Regions from separate parts of the Ovis aries genome. Here region 1 is linked to region 2. The links are chromatin contacts, called in public Hi-C maps. All regions are on one chromosome and are shown on one strand. Each heading gives the region's core, a stretch centred on a gene start, on an enhancer-like site or on the middle of the called end of the contact. The rest is flanking DNA. Distances are from core to core; before and after follow the strand shown.

Region 1 (6,805 bases), core at 2,263-4,762, 170 kb before region 2:
TGTCCGCTGCGTTTCGGGTGTCGCCGCTCCCGGGAGGGAGTTCGAGTCTCTCCAGCCACTTTGCCGGACTGCAGGTCGGGAGGTGCGGGTCCCTCGGGAAGGAGAATCTCGGGATGATGTTTTGCTGGGTGATTTCCCCCTCTGTTCTGGAGAGGCTGGGGATCTGCGAGAAAAAGGCCAAGAGTTGTGATTCAAAGCATGTTGTCAAACGAGTTTGCATTGGGACTTCAGTTCGCCCCAGCTCGACAGGCTTCCTCTTGTGATAGCCGATCGTGCTGCAGACTTTGGGGGTGAAAGTGGCGCTCGGGTTCACCCGCTTCCCTCTTTTCTGAGAAAATGAGATTCGTGGATATGGACGGGATTGGGGGGGGGCGGTGGGGGAGACACGACGACAAAATGCCCGTCTGAGCTCTAGGGTCTTGGCGAGGAAGGATTTAATGAGGGCCTCCTTAAGTCGTATGGCTTGCCAGCCGGTGTGGAAAAAGGCGAGTTTTAAATCCGAAATATTTATTCCAGAAGTGCAGTTTAAGGGTATATAACAGAAGCCTGTGGATGTTAGATTTTTTTTTTTCGCCCCCTCTCCCCGGTTTGAAAGAGAGAAGCTGCTTGGCTGCTTTTAATTGCTAAAGTGTTTTGCCTTCTTTTAAACACGTCGAGTCATGTTGCTGTCTTTTCCTAGCTTGCTTCTCCAGTCGGTGCAGCTGCCAGGGCCCCAGGGCTGCAGAGTTGGGGTGCAGGGACACCCTGGAGCTGAAGAGCAACATCAAAAAGTTTGAATTTCAGTTTCCTTCCCTCCCTGTGCTTTTCCAAACTTCAGTTGCCCTGGCGGCTGCCTGAGCTAGCCGGCACTTCTTCCTTCTTTTCGCGGCTCTCTAGCTCTTTGATCTATTTCTCTTTCTCTTGCTCCCTCCCCCCTCAGGACTTTTTAAATGAACCTCATTGTTGGGAACTGGCTCTCCACTTGGTTCCTGTAATCCGCTCCAGGGGGTGGTTGCTGTTACAGATTCCCGATCCCCCGCAGCTGATCCTAAGGGGCCAACTTTAGAATTTGCACAATGACACCCACATGGGCCTGGAAGCCAACTCCCAGGTCCCCTGCTCACACCCTTTCCAAATCTTGAGTACAGGTTGGGCAGGTGAATTGAGTCCCATTGGAACAGAGACCTGCCTGTGGTGCCTCTGCCCCCCGCCCCACCTCCCCCACGTCCATTATTGACTGGGAGGAGGCTGGGGGGATTTGGTGCTTTCCTTTTCCTTCCCACCTGCAGCTTTGCGTTAAAGATTAAACACTGGCGCTCTTATCCAAGCCTGCTCTTGCAGCCAGGAGACTAACTGCAAAGGCATCCTCTCAGCGGAGGGGGTGGGGTGCGCAGTGAATGGTGGGAGAGATCATTGTAGAAGGCTCCCCTTCTGGGATCATGGGAGTTTTGTATTCAGGGATCACATCCCTCTCCCCGTAGCCGCCCCCCCCCCCACCCCCATCAGGGATTTCTCCTCTAGCCCCTCCCTCTCCCCTCTCAGCAGCAAGGTAAAGTGAAGGCAGTCTGGAAACCTGTTGCCAAAGCAATAGATGCTTCTGAAGGAGGAAGTTGAGAGTCTTCGGCCAGGCTGTGTGTTTGTGTGTGGGGGGCGGAGGTAGTCAGTTAAGCAGGGACTGATTGAAAGGAGACCTAGCCCATAGTCTCCTGCGGTTTACCTTTTTTTGTTAGGAGGGTGGGAAATGAGAGTTTGTGAATTGTGTGAGATATTTTCAACTGAGGAAGGTGAAGTTGGATTTTCTGGATGAAAGTGGTAGCTTTGGGGACAGGATATGACAGTGCATTCCAGGGATCCAGGGACTGGCATGGAGTAGGTGCATGTGTGAAACAATGTCTCACATAGGCCAGGATTTTTGTAGTTTCTTCTGCCTGGGACCAAAGTAAACCCTCTGGGGAATGGGAGAAAGAGGAGGAGGGGGCTTGCCGGCGGAGAGGTGAGGATGGTGAGTTCCTTTGAGAGGGAGCATTTCTGATCGAGGAGGGGGCTGCCCTTAGGGGGTACTCTTCTTGGGCCTGGTGGATGGCCTTTGCCACTAACCACAGTCTCTCTCCTCTCTTTCCCCTCCAGGGTAACAAGATGCTCAACTACAGTACTCCCAGTGCCGGGGGTTGCCTGCTGGACAGGAAGGCGGTGGGCACCCCTGCCGGCGGGGGTTTTCCCCGGAGGCACTCGGTCACTCTGCCCAGCTCCAAATTCCACCAGAACCAGCTTCTCAGCAGCCTCAAGGGTGAGCCAGCCCCAGCTCTGAGCTCTCGGGACAGCCGCTTCCGAGACCGCTCTTTCTCAGAAGGGGGCGAGCGGCTGCTGCCCCCCCAGAAGCAGCCGGGAAGCGGCCAGGTCAACTCCAGCCGCTACAAGACGGAGCTGTGCCGCCCCTTCGAGGAGAACGGAGCCTGTAAGTACGGCGACAAGTGCCAGTTCGCCCACGGCATCCACGAGCTCCGAAGCCTGACCCGCCACCCCAAGTACAAGACGGAGCTATGCCGCACCTTCCACACCATCGGCTTCTGCCCATACGGGCCCCGCTGCCACTTCATCCACAACGCCGAGGAGCGCCGTGCCCTGGCCGGGGCCCGGGACCTCTCTGCTGACCGTCCCCGCCTCCAGCATAGCTTTAGCTTTGCTGGGTTTCCCAGTGCCGCCGCCACCGCCGCTGCCACGGGGCTGCTGGACAGCCCCACATCCATCACCCCACCCCCCATCCTGAGCGCCGATGACCTCCTGGGCTCACCCACCCTCCCCGATGGCACCAATAACCCCTTCGCCTTCTCCAGCCAGGAGCTGGCGAGCCTCTTTGCCCCTAGCATGGGGCTGCCCGGGGGTGGCTCCCCGACCACCTTCCTCTTCCGGCCCATGTCTGAGTCCCCTCACATGTTTGACTCTCCCCCCAGCCCTCAGGATTCTCTCTCGGACCAGGAGGGCTACCTGAGCAGCTCCAGCAGCAGCCATAGTGGCTCAGACTCCCCTACTTTGGACAACTCAAGACGCCTGCCCATTTTCAGCAGACTTTCCATCTCAGATGACTAAACCAGGGTAGGGAGGGACGCCCCTGCCTACTCCCCTCCCCCACCCCCTCATCCCCTCCCGACATCCCCTACCCTTACCTCCCTCCCCTTCTGATTCCTGACAAACCCCTACATTAACAAGGTTAAGCTCAACCCCTTTCCCCCAGAACCTTGGAATGCCCCCTCCCTCTCCCCTCTTTACACCCCACCCCCCAACATAAGGACAAGTCAGTTTGTCAGTAGCTTCCTCTGGCTTGAACCCCCTCGATTTTTATAGCCCACTTAACCATGCATAACAGACAAGTCCCATATTTGTCAGTAGATGCCTTTTTTTTTTTTTTTACCCCCGCCCTGGCTTAAGCCTTAAGTGCCAAATCACAAAAGAAAAAGCAGTAACAGTTTACAGAAGCAACTTAGTGCCTTGTAATCTAACTTTGTCACTGTGACTACATTACCTCTTCAGCGCCAGAGGGCACCCGTGGGCCTCCCCAGAGCCTCTGCCCAGGGGGAGGGGGAGGTGGGGGGGGGCATGTAGAACCAGCAGCTCCCTCCACTGGCAACACAATTGCACCTTTCCTTAATTTCAATCTCCCACACACTTCTTCCCTCCCTCTCCCTGGTAGCCCCCACACCCCCCTCGGGAGAGTTGTTGCCAGACTTGGGTTTTTGGGGAAACCTGTCTTGACATTCAAAACCTTTTTTCTTCCCGACCTGAACCTCTGTTGACTAATCTTGCCTGGGTTCGTGTAGGTCTGCAGGAAGGAAGACTGCAAAAGCGGATGAAGATTGTGACATAAGTGGGACTTTGTGATTTAATTTTTTTCTTTTTTAAGTGGGGAGGAAGGGGAAGCTAGATGGACTATGAGAGACTTGATTTTGGTGCTAAAGTTCCCCAGTTCATATGTGACATCTTAAAAAATAACAACAAAAAGAGAGAAAAGCTTAAAAAAAAAACATGTAAGGGGTGAGCAGTTAATGGTATTCATTCCACATACAATATCTGTGTAAAACGATTTCCTGTAGAAGTAGCTTTAATGGTTTTTGCTCTAGAATACCGTAGGTCTATCCTTAGAGCACTCACGCCATGCTTTTTTCCCTGGGTTTTAAACTTCATATAACTTTCAGAAATTGGAGAGCAAAAATTTTGCTTGTCACTGCACATCAATATAAAAAAGCTTATTTAACTTATCAAAACGTATTTATTGCCAAACTATGCTTTTTTTTTGTTAATTTTGTTCATATTTATCGGGATGACAAATCCATAGAATATATTCTTTTATGTTAAATTATGATCTTCATATTAATCTTAAAATTTTGTGACGTGTCTTTTTCCTTTTTTTCCACAGTTTTAATATATTATTCTTCAACGACATTTTTTGTAACTTTACACTTTTTTTGGTTATTTTATTTTAAAAAAATGAAAAATTAATTTAAAAAAATGCAAAAAACTGTTGGATTATTTATTTTAGAAATTTCCCCCCTTTGTGTTGGACTGCAAATTGAGTTTCTTTCTCTTTTGGCCTTTCACAACTAGGACTGAGAATGTATGTAAAAGTTCTGTGACAGTACAGAAGGAAAACAACTTTTTATGTATAGCTTCTAAAAGGGAAAAAAAAAAAAGAAACCCTTTGACTTCCACGTGCCCATCTCAAGACATTCCGATTGCAGATTTGAGGTTCTGGATTCCAGGTTTTGGAGTTTTCCAATGTTAATACAAACAGAACTGGCACACCACACATTAAGATGAATGTAATTATTATTCCTCTTGCTGGTCACTACCGTCGCTTTCTATTTCTCTTTCTTTGTGTGAATTTATTTAAAAAAAAAAAACTTTTTGTAACGACTATTTGCAGTTTAAAAATCAATAAACCCATTTTTTTCAAGAAACATCGATGGTGAAGCTGGTTTTGCTTGCTTTGGTTTTACTGTGCCTGTAGGCTTGTAGATGAGGTAGGTGCTAGGAAGGGGAGGAGGGGAGAAGGGCCCTGGTTGATTTCTTCTAGTCTTTAACAGCTAAACCAGTGGCTGGCTCCTTTTGTTGAGGTTGGAAGTCTGTTGAGCTTAGAGGGGATGGTGTGGGAGTTGATTGCAAAGCAGCCTGTATTTGTATTAACCTGCCCAGTTGTTGGTTGTTGACTAGGGGCCAGCCTTATCCACGCTGTAGCCTCGAAGGTTCTTCTGGAGACCTGAGGCATGGGGGCTTCCAGTATTCCCTGCTTAGTCTGTGGTCCTAATGTTTGGGGTGCTGAAATGATAAGAGGGGGATGTAGCACATGGCACTCCAGCAAACCTGGATTTGTTCTTTTATTTGGGCGCTTCCAGCCTTTTTTTTTTATTTTTGGCTGTGCCACCTGGCACATGCAATCTTAGTTCCTAGACTAGGGGTCAAACCCACACCCTTGCATTGGGAGTGTGGAGTCCTAATCACTGGACAGCCAGGAATTCCCTCTAGGCTTGTTTTTCTCTGCAGGAGATGGACCTGAAGCCCTAGCCTCTTAACACCTGTCTGGGGTGGGTATGATGAACCACTGTAGACTCATGGGTTTTCAGGGTGGTGAGGGGCTCAGTCACAGGGCACTAGGGGCAAAGGTGGTTTCATTTGGACTCAACATGTGCTTCTATATTTGGAAGGCTGTTAAAGGGAAGAGGCATGAAAATGGCCTGTGTAATGGGAAGTCATCAGTTCCCACCACCTTCATCTTTGTTGCATCCCTGATGCCACGCAGGATAGGCAGGTGGTCATCTTGGAAAGGATGAGGTCTCCTTGGCTAGAGGAACCTCAGCCATTGTTAGATGGCCACTTAGAGGGGATGTTTTGCCTGCCAGAGAGAGGCTGCATCCTGAAATCTCAGTCTGGTTCTTGGGAGGATTTCTATCTGAGGAGGCAGGGATATCTGAGGCTTAGCTGCCTTCAGTTCCTTGCACTCTGTAAGTTTTTGGGTTGCTGTTGTGATTGCCCAGTCATTTAGTCGTGTCTGACTGCGACCCCATGGACTGCAGCATGTTGGGCTTCCTTGTCCTTGACCATCTTCTGGAGCTTGCTCAAATTCATGTCTGTTGAGTCAAAGATGCCATCCTATCATCTTAACCTCTGTTGCCCCCTTCTCCTGCCCTCAATCTTTCCCAGCATTCAGTTTTAGAGAGTAAGCTGAATTTCCATTGGGACTCCACTGGGCCTCTCCCAAGGACGACAGGTCTGCAGCACACATCAGCTGGCCCAGGGCTGTCTTTGAGGTGGGGCAGACCTACCTTAGGCTTCCTGTGATTTTGTTTCCTGGCAGTAAGTGCTTGCTGGGGGACAGGGCCAGGATGTAGAAAAAAGGGACTATTACCTCTCCCAGGGCAAGGGCTGCTGGTGGAAGAAGGAGGAAAATCAGCCCTCCCAGGGTCTGGAGTAAACCCAGGCCTCCTGTCCCTTGCAGAGGGAATGAACACATGTATGTGTGTGTGGTGGGTGGTGATGGTGGTGTGGCAGCATGTGAGTTTCCTCTTCGACTAAAAGCAAAAACATATAATTGTGCACCTTGATCTGGTTTACTATAGGCATAGTTGAGCATATGGCAGATACTTTGTAATTCCCCAGTTCATGGAGCACTGGCTGGGGGCTGAGCACACCCACTGGCTAGCCCAGAATTTCCTCCACCGGAGTCAGTACCCTGGGTGGAAGCATTGATTCCCAGAGATCCTGGAGTGTAGGCACTGGCTGTAAAGGTGAGGGGAGGTTCCCTATGGCCTGGGGAAGCTTTCTGTCCCCAAGACTT
Region 2 (7,237 bases), core at 3,404-5,903:
GCTGATGGCCTTGGTCTGGGGCTTTTCTGTGCTCTGAGCACATCTCAACATTTGGAGAAAAACAAGAAAGTGAACAATAGACGTTTGTGGGCTAGAGGACAGGGCCGACTTCCCCCTGGGACCCGCGCTGTTCATAAACTGCCCCAGCTGCACTCTCACGGCTGGGATGTCACAGGAGCCTGGCTGAATCACAGCCTTGTCCTGGCTGGGGCCGGCGACTGGCTCCTTTTATATAGCATTGGGGGGGATGCAAATGCCGGTGGGGGGAGCCAGGAGCTGGGGGTGGGGTGGCATGCTTTCTTGCCTGGATTTGGGAAATCACAGAGAAAGGATGCATCGGGCCTTGGCATTGTAGCTCTGCCAAGTCGCCCCCTGGCTGACGTGTCCTGATCAGAGCTGTTTGCCCCACAGGAAAAGAATCAGCTTTCTATCAAGTGGACTCTGGGCTCCACCCCAGAGAGCTGGCTCTCCAGAGGACTGGGAGAGTAAGGGGGACTGACCGGTGCTGAATGCATCTTACCCAGCTGGTCAAGGTGGCTCCTGGGCACCATGCTGGGAGGGGTGGGAGGTGGAGTAGTGATGGGCTTCTCTGAGCTGCCCCCACTCAGGCTTTTCAGGCATTGCTTCCCACTGTGACAGCCAAGGGCAGCAGGGCAGGGTATGTTAGGCCAAGAAAGAGTCAGTGGATGGAGGGCTGCAAACCAGAGTTCTGACCCCCTTTTCATGTACGACTGGCCCAGTGACCCTAACTGAGGCCCAGTCAGCTGAGTTCTTTGGCTGGGTGCTCTCCCACCTACCCCCAGGACCCCCGACAACTGCAAGGGTCTGACATGGAGCAACCTCGTCTGCATGGCATCGCTGGAAAAGGCTGGAGTGTGTCTAAAGAGGCTGTTCAGACATCACATCACAGTCCCAGACGGCCGAGAGGTTCTTGCACTCACTTGGCTGCCCTCCCTGGGAAATGCTTTGGATCAGACAGCATTTCTGGGTTGTTTTTGCCTGAGGAAAGTGGTAAGAATTCAGCAAGAGGTCTATCGTTGGAGGAAAAGTCAGTGGATTTACTTAAATAAAAGTGTTTGTAAAGAACCATGGTGTGGTGGGGGAGGTGAGGGGCAGCAGTGCTGGGCTAAGACTGAAGACGCTAGTGTGAGCAAGGAGGCCCAATGATGAGGGAAACTTGTGGCAAAGGGGGAGAAATGTACAGACAAATATGTCTGCGTCTGGAGGAGAAAACAGGTTTTTTTTTTTTTTTTTTTAAAGAGTCTAAGGCGTTCAAGGGGCTTTCCTAGTGGCTCAGACAGTAAAGAATCTGCCTGCAATGCAAGAGACCTGAGTTCAATCCCTGAGTCAGGAAGATCCCCTGGAGAAAAGAATGGCAACCCACTCCAGTACTCTTGCCTGGAGAATCCCAGGGACAGAGGAGTCCATGGGGTTACAAAGAGTCAGACACAACTGAGCGACTAACACTTTCACTTTCAGGGAGTTGAAACGACAGCACTAGGTTGCCCTTGCAAGCACCCATCAACAGTCTCATGCCAAAGAGGTCTTCCCAAGGGTCTACCGGTCCTTCAGTCCCTTGGTCACTTAGCAGACACTTCCTGAGGGCCGCTGAGCCTGGATGCTGAGGTTGAGGGCTCTCCTTGCCCTCAGAGGTCTCCCAGGCAAGCCAGTGATGGTGACACAGTGCGGAAAGAGCAAGGACAGAGAGTGGGCAGCGAGCACGCAGTGAGTGGGCAGGAGCGTGAGCTGAGTCTGCAAGGAAGAGCCGGGAGTCAGCCAGGCAGCCCAAGAGGAAGGACAGCTAATCCAGGCAGAGGGCACGTCTGTGCAACCGTGGAGAGGGGAACGTGCCCCCGCCCTCACCCCAGAGACAGCTGGGACAGGACTGTGATGGGAGCCTGTGCCCAAAGAAGAGGCCCGCCCCGCAGTCTTTGCCTTGGACCCTCCTGATTTTCTGACAGCCAGGCACAAGTGGGCTGAGAAAGCCTCCTGGCATAAGGGCTTCTGCTGAGTCCCCTCTGGCACATCCACTCAAGGCCTGTTCCTGACTTTGGTGCTGGGGTGACCCCCATGGTGCTCGTCTCCATAGGTCACCATCTCCTTTCATACCTAACGCTTTTCTGAGGATCCACTGGTCTCACATGCAAGAGGCAAGTAGCTGGCCTGCACATTCTAAAGGAAGGTTCTGTTCCCAGGAAGTTAGAAAATATTATCACTCTATTTTCTGGATTTCCAGTCTCACGGCATCTCCCTCACCCCAGCTCAGAAAATCTGTTATGAAATCAGTGTAGGTTTAGAATTGAAGAAATATGGTAAATCCTCAAACACACCACCTTTAGATAGAATCTTTGACCTTGTATGTTCAGAATTTCATATATAATCTTTTATTCTTTTCCTTCACGATTGAACACACAGTTGACTGGCTCACATCCAGTGTGCAGTTGATTGAAGCTAAATATTCCTCATGTTCGGCATGCCTAATGATTTCCATCTTTGTCTCAATTATATTAGGTTTATGAGACCTGCACTTCTTATCACTAGCATCAGCACTTCATTTTTCCATTTTCCACTCATTATTATAAAATAATAAGGTTGAAATGCAATAAAATATTTAAATATGTGCACAAACATTGCTGAATGGTCAAAAGGTGACACTGCTGAAATTGAACTGTTGGCTGCCAGGCTGTGTTTCCATGGGATGGCTTGAAATGTTAGTTCATCCGCCAACCTGGGAAAGCTTGAAACCAACATTTGGCTCAAGGAGGAGGGGGTGAGGTGAGGGCTAGAGGTGGTATGGGCCAGTGTTGAATGTACAGAAAAAGAGGGCGGTACCAAAGTCAGAAATACAAACTAAGGGTCATCAGGAATGACCCCACCCTCTGAAGCTCAGTGGGGATATAAATCCTGCCACCTTCTGCCCCAAAGGGCAGGCACTGCCATGCAGTGAGGTTGGTGATGGTTTTTCTCCAAGCGGTTTGTATGACATCACAGATATGCTCCAGCAAACATTCTGACATCTCTGAGGCTGCAGGTACATGAGCGGAAGGGGACTGTAGGGACCCCTATCCTATTTTACAGCTGGAGTGATTCTATACACTCATCACCAGGAGTCAAGTTCTAGGTATCACTTTTCCATACAACTCATGGCAGGCTGGACTGCTGGTGGCAGGGGCCTGCTATCACCTCCAGAGATATGGGGCTTACTGGCAAACAGAGTGATGGAAGGACACTCCATGTTGCTTGAAGACATTCCTCAGCAGACCGAAGAGTGCCTGGAAACAGACACCCAGGGTTTCTCTGCCACTTAGCAACCCTGGCAGCATAGTGTGACTTACATCTCTAGGCTTGAACCTAGTGTGGTCCTTGCAAACTCAGCAGCAGTTCTAGGGGATACACTGAAGAGTGAGTCCTAGACACTCATCAGAGCTGCCTGACACTCAAGAATCTTTTCTCAAAGCTTCTTATCCTTGAATTAGAATACTTCATTTGGAAAGGACTTTTGGAGGAAGTGGTAGGTGAAACCCTGGTCTTTTAGCCCACGACTATCTGGCACCTCAGAGGGGAAAGAAACCAGCGGTGCCTGTAGGAGACTTGACCTCCAGGCCTCTGCCTTGTCTTTCTGAATGGCTCTGGACGACTTCTCTCAATCGCAAAGTTAGAGGGTTGGTTTGCATGAGCTCTAACACTCAAGAGTATTGGTGAACTGAGATAACATGTGAAATGTGAAAATTATAAAGCATGATTCTAAAAAAATAAATCTCAGGAAATATTTCTGGTCTTCACATCTGAGGAATGTGACCAAGGCATTGTGAGACCCACCCTGAAATTCGTAACAAACCATGAAAGGGGTTTTGGGGGCTCCCAGTCAGGCCTAGAACAGCCACATCGAGATCACAGCACCCTTTGCTTCTGAATCAAATCCTCTGAGCCAGTTCCTCCTCCTTCACCTGCCCTGTGGAAGGGTCACAATTTCCTTCCCAGACTCTGAGGGGTCTTGGGGGCTTTGGTCACAAACTTAAGACCAAGCTCACTTTTCAGAATTGCTAAGGCCCACATTTTGTGTTTTGCTTTAAGTTTCCAAGACTTGGTCTGAAAGGCAATGTTTTCCCTGTCATTAAAAGAAGAAAATGGGAAAGAGAAGTGGGTTTTTGACTGGCGTTTTGCAAACCTCCCAGAACACAAGAACTCCTCCTTCTCAGCAGGTAAACAAATACCTGAGCTGGGAAGAAAAACTACCTGGGAGTCTGCAGGGAGCGCCAGCAAGACAAGGGAGGGGCGGGGGTGGGGCAGGGCCAGCTAGCCAGCGAGCTGAAAGCCTACTTTTGTTTGAACCCCATCCCAGTCTTCACTACCTGCCCGTGGGAGGGAGAAGCCTCGCCGGGGCGGGTACGATTTCCCCGAGGGGTCTATTCCTAAAACTGAGCGGGGCACCTCGAGGGCCTGAAAGCTGGGGTGCAGAAAGACCAGGGTAGTGCCTATTCTGGAGCGCCTCTGGGCCCCCAGCTTGGAGGAAGAAGGCATCACCGCCCCCCACCTCCCTCCCCCTCCCCTCGTTCGGGTTGGTTTGCGCTGGAATGCCACGCTTTTCAAAGTGTCTGAGTGATCGGCACTTTCTAAATATACAGCGATGGAGAGATAAGAAACCCAGCGTCTGGCTTCGCGGATTCGTGGCCTTCCTGGCAGCCCCGGGGCTGGGGCAGGGCCGGCCAGCCACCCCAGTGGTTCGGCTGAAACCTCAGCACCTCCTCCCGGGGCCTGCGTTGGAAACTTTGGATTCTGCTCATTCCCAGGGTCCCCAGGTTCCGATCTTTACGTCTGGGACTTGAAAAAAAAAGACGATGAGACACTACCACCCCACCACCACCCCCGCCCCTCGCCTCTTCCTCTTCACCCACCCCCCACGACACAACCCAGGTGACCCAAAAGGCTGAGTCAACTTGGCGAAACACGAGCGTCCCCATCGGGGCGGCCGCCCCCAGCCCCCTTCTCCCCTCGCTCGGCCCCACAATGCGCCCTTGTGCCGCGCCTGCAGCCAGGCCGGGGATTTGGCGCAGGGATGGGGGGAATAACCGTCAGATATTTAAAACAGAGCCGAGGGAACAAAGCAGGTCTTTGTGTACCAAGCAGCCTGGAGCGGGGAGCTGCAGGCGGGCGCGCAAAGTGCTGCCCCAGCGCATGCGCCCAGCGGACCGGCCGCGCTCGGGTTACCCAGAGTTTTCCATCCCGGTCCGCGGAGCCTTCATTAACCCCTTCCCGGGCCGCTCCCCGGGGTCGGCGGAGAGAGAAGCTGGCTTTCATCTGCTGGCCGTTACACGTTTAATTGAAAAAAGAAATAGTCGTTTTCCGTGTTTCTATAGGAAGCACAGATCATTAAAATAAAATGATATACCAGTTGGGAACCCAGATTTTAAATGACCGGGATTTAATGGGACGCTTGGGCCATGTAAAAATCGAGGCATTTCGAAAAGACGCCTTCTTCAGGCGCTAGCGAAACCTTTTTAAAGGCCTAGTTCTTCTGTTTTGTGTATGCTGGGTGACTGGCTGTTTTATTTTCCTGTTTACTGCCACTTGGGATTTGAAAGATATGTTGGTTATTGTCAAGGCCCTGGCTTTTGTTTCGGGTTGTGGGCTGGCCGATGTTTATATATATAAATATATTTTTAAAATAACTAAGTAGAAGTGGAGTGTGCATGGTACAAAGATAAGATTGGGTCACGAACCAAGAAATATAATTCATGCAATCAATGCGCTGGAGTTTCTGAGATAGAAGAGGAAGAAAGATATTAATTATTAAATATTTTGTTGCTTGAGAGGAAGATTATTGAAGAAGTCTCCCAGCTAAGATAGACTAGGAATGACTTAGTGGGGATTGGGTGCACAAAATACCCCATCCTGCTGTATACTGGCAATGATTTCCTCCCTTCCCCCCACCCCCGTAATGGGGGAGTGTCAGGCAGAGGCTGGGAGAAGCTAACTGCAGACTTAGAACTGTGAGTTATTATGCTTGAATTATCCAGATGAATGGGAAAGGCACCAGGTGATCCCAGAGCCTTCAGAATAACGCAGGTTAGATGGAGGCTCCATCAGAGTAAGTCAGGGGGAATGGAAGGCATCAGTGTGGTATCTCATAACTTCTGTGCCGGGACTCTGCTTTAGCTCTCTGCTCTGCCTGTGAACATGCATCTGAGGAATTTATGGCTTTTTCTCTTTCCTTTGTAGCTCAGTTACCAGGTGGTCACAAGAAAGCAAAGAGATTTCTATGTGAGGTCATCTTGGCAACACACTCCCTCATCATCCTTGACCCCTGGGTCTCCAGGGCAACCACTGCTGGGATGTCACTGGCACCAGATTGTGTCCCTTAAAGGCCACGCTGCAGCAAGGGCAGATAAAACAGTTTTGTGGCAACAGTCACGTAGCAGACTCATTCTCAGATGAAGGCTGCTTAGTTAGGATGATGTCAGTGGTTTTTTTCCACTCTCCCTCACGTTCTGAGTCTAGGACAATCTAAGAATGTACCTTGGGATGTGAGGTAAGAGAACAGTGTGGGGAGGGACTTGGCCAAGTATCTTCTCTGGACACAGGGACAAAGTCTCTTTCCTCTCGACTTCCTTAGCCCAGAGCTCATTTCCTCTCCCTCTCCCAGCTCAATAAAAGAATTTTATCTTTATCTGCAGGACATTGTGGTAGACGGTTTCCAAAATGGCAGCCCTCAACCATTTTCGGGCTAGGGTTGGTATGCTGCTTCTCACCTCTTGAATCTAGGCGGACCATAGAGACTTGCTTGACCATTAGAATATGGTGGGAGTGACATCCTGGAACTGTTAAGACTTGGTCATGAGAACCTTGTGATCTCTGTCTGCGTCTCTTAGAACCTTCAGTCCTGACACGCTACCTCTAGAAACCAGTCACCATCCTGTAAGAAGTCCAGGCTACACGGAAAGGCCAGAGGTAGAGGTTCTCTTGTCAAGAACCCTAGCTGAACTCTCCACCAGCATTCATGTCACTGCCAGCTTGTGAGTGAGGATCACGTGGCTGTCTAGCTCAGTAGAGCCTTCAGATGACTCTAACAGGGGCCGCCATTTGACTCTAACTGCAAGAGATTCTGAGTGAGAGCCAGCCAGCTGAGCTCAATCAGCAGGGATGTAAGGGATAGTAATAAATTATTTTAAGTTGCTGAGTTTGAGGGTAGTCTGTTCTGTAGCAATTGGTAATTGAATGGGGATAAAATGCTGGAGAG

What was found. Hi-C and Micro-C count contacts between places; a contact is called where the count stands out from the background.
Region 1: a contact with region 2 is called in a Hi-C map of hypothalamus, with 4 times the contacts expected there. The contact joins two enhancer-like sites. A contact is called at or near these places in 3 of 16 Hi-C or Micro-C datasets (hypothalamus, mixed tissues and skin fibroblasts).

The regions. Positions count from the first base shown.
Region 1 is chr7:78,695,823-78,702,627 of ARS-UI_Ramb_v3.0, reverse strand. It overlaps ZFP36L1 (ZFP36 ring finger protein like 1), which reads left to right. Exons shown (of 2, transcript XM_015097137.4): 2 at 2,107-4,931. The coding sequence ends at 3,066. Among named protein-coding and RNA genes, the nearest start is that of ZFP36L1, 3.9 kb to the left of the region's middle. Within about 2 kb of position 3,512, at least 23 of the 54 cell types and tissues checked have an H3K27ac peak or open chromatin away from gene starts, as enhancers often do. A contact at or near this core is called in hypothalamus, where this site is marked.
Region 2 is chr7:78,526,082-78,533,318 of ARS-UI_Ramb_v3.0, reverse strand. No RefSeq gene overlaps it. Among named protein-coding and RNA genes, the nearest start is that of ZFP36L1, 170 kb to the left of the region's middle. Within about 2 kb of position 4,653, at least 26 of the 54 cell types and tissues checked have an H3K27ac peak or open chromatin away from gene starts, as enhancers often do. A contact at or near this core is called in hypothalamus, where this site is marked.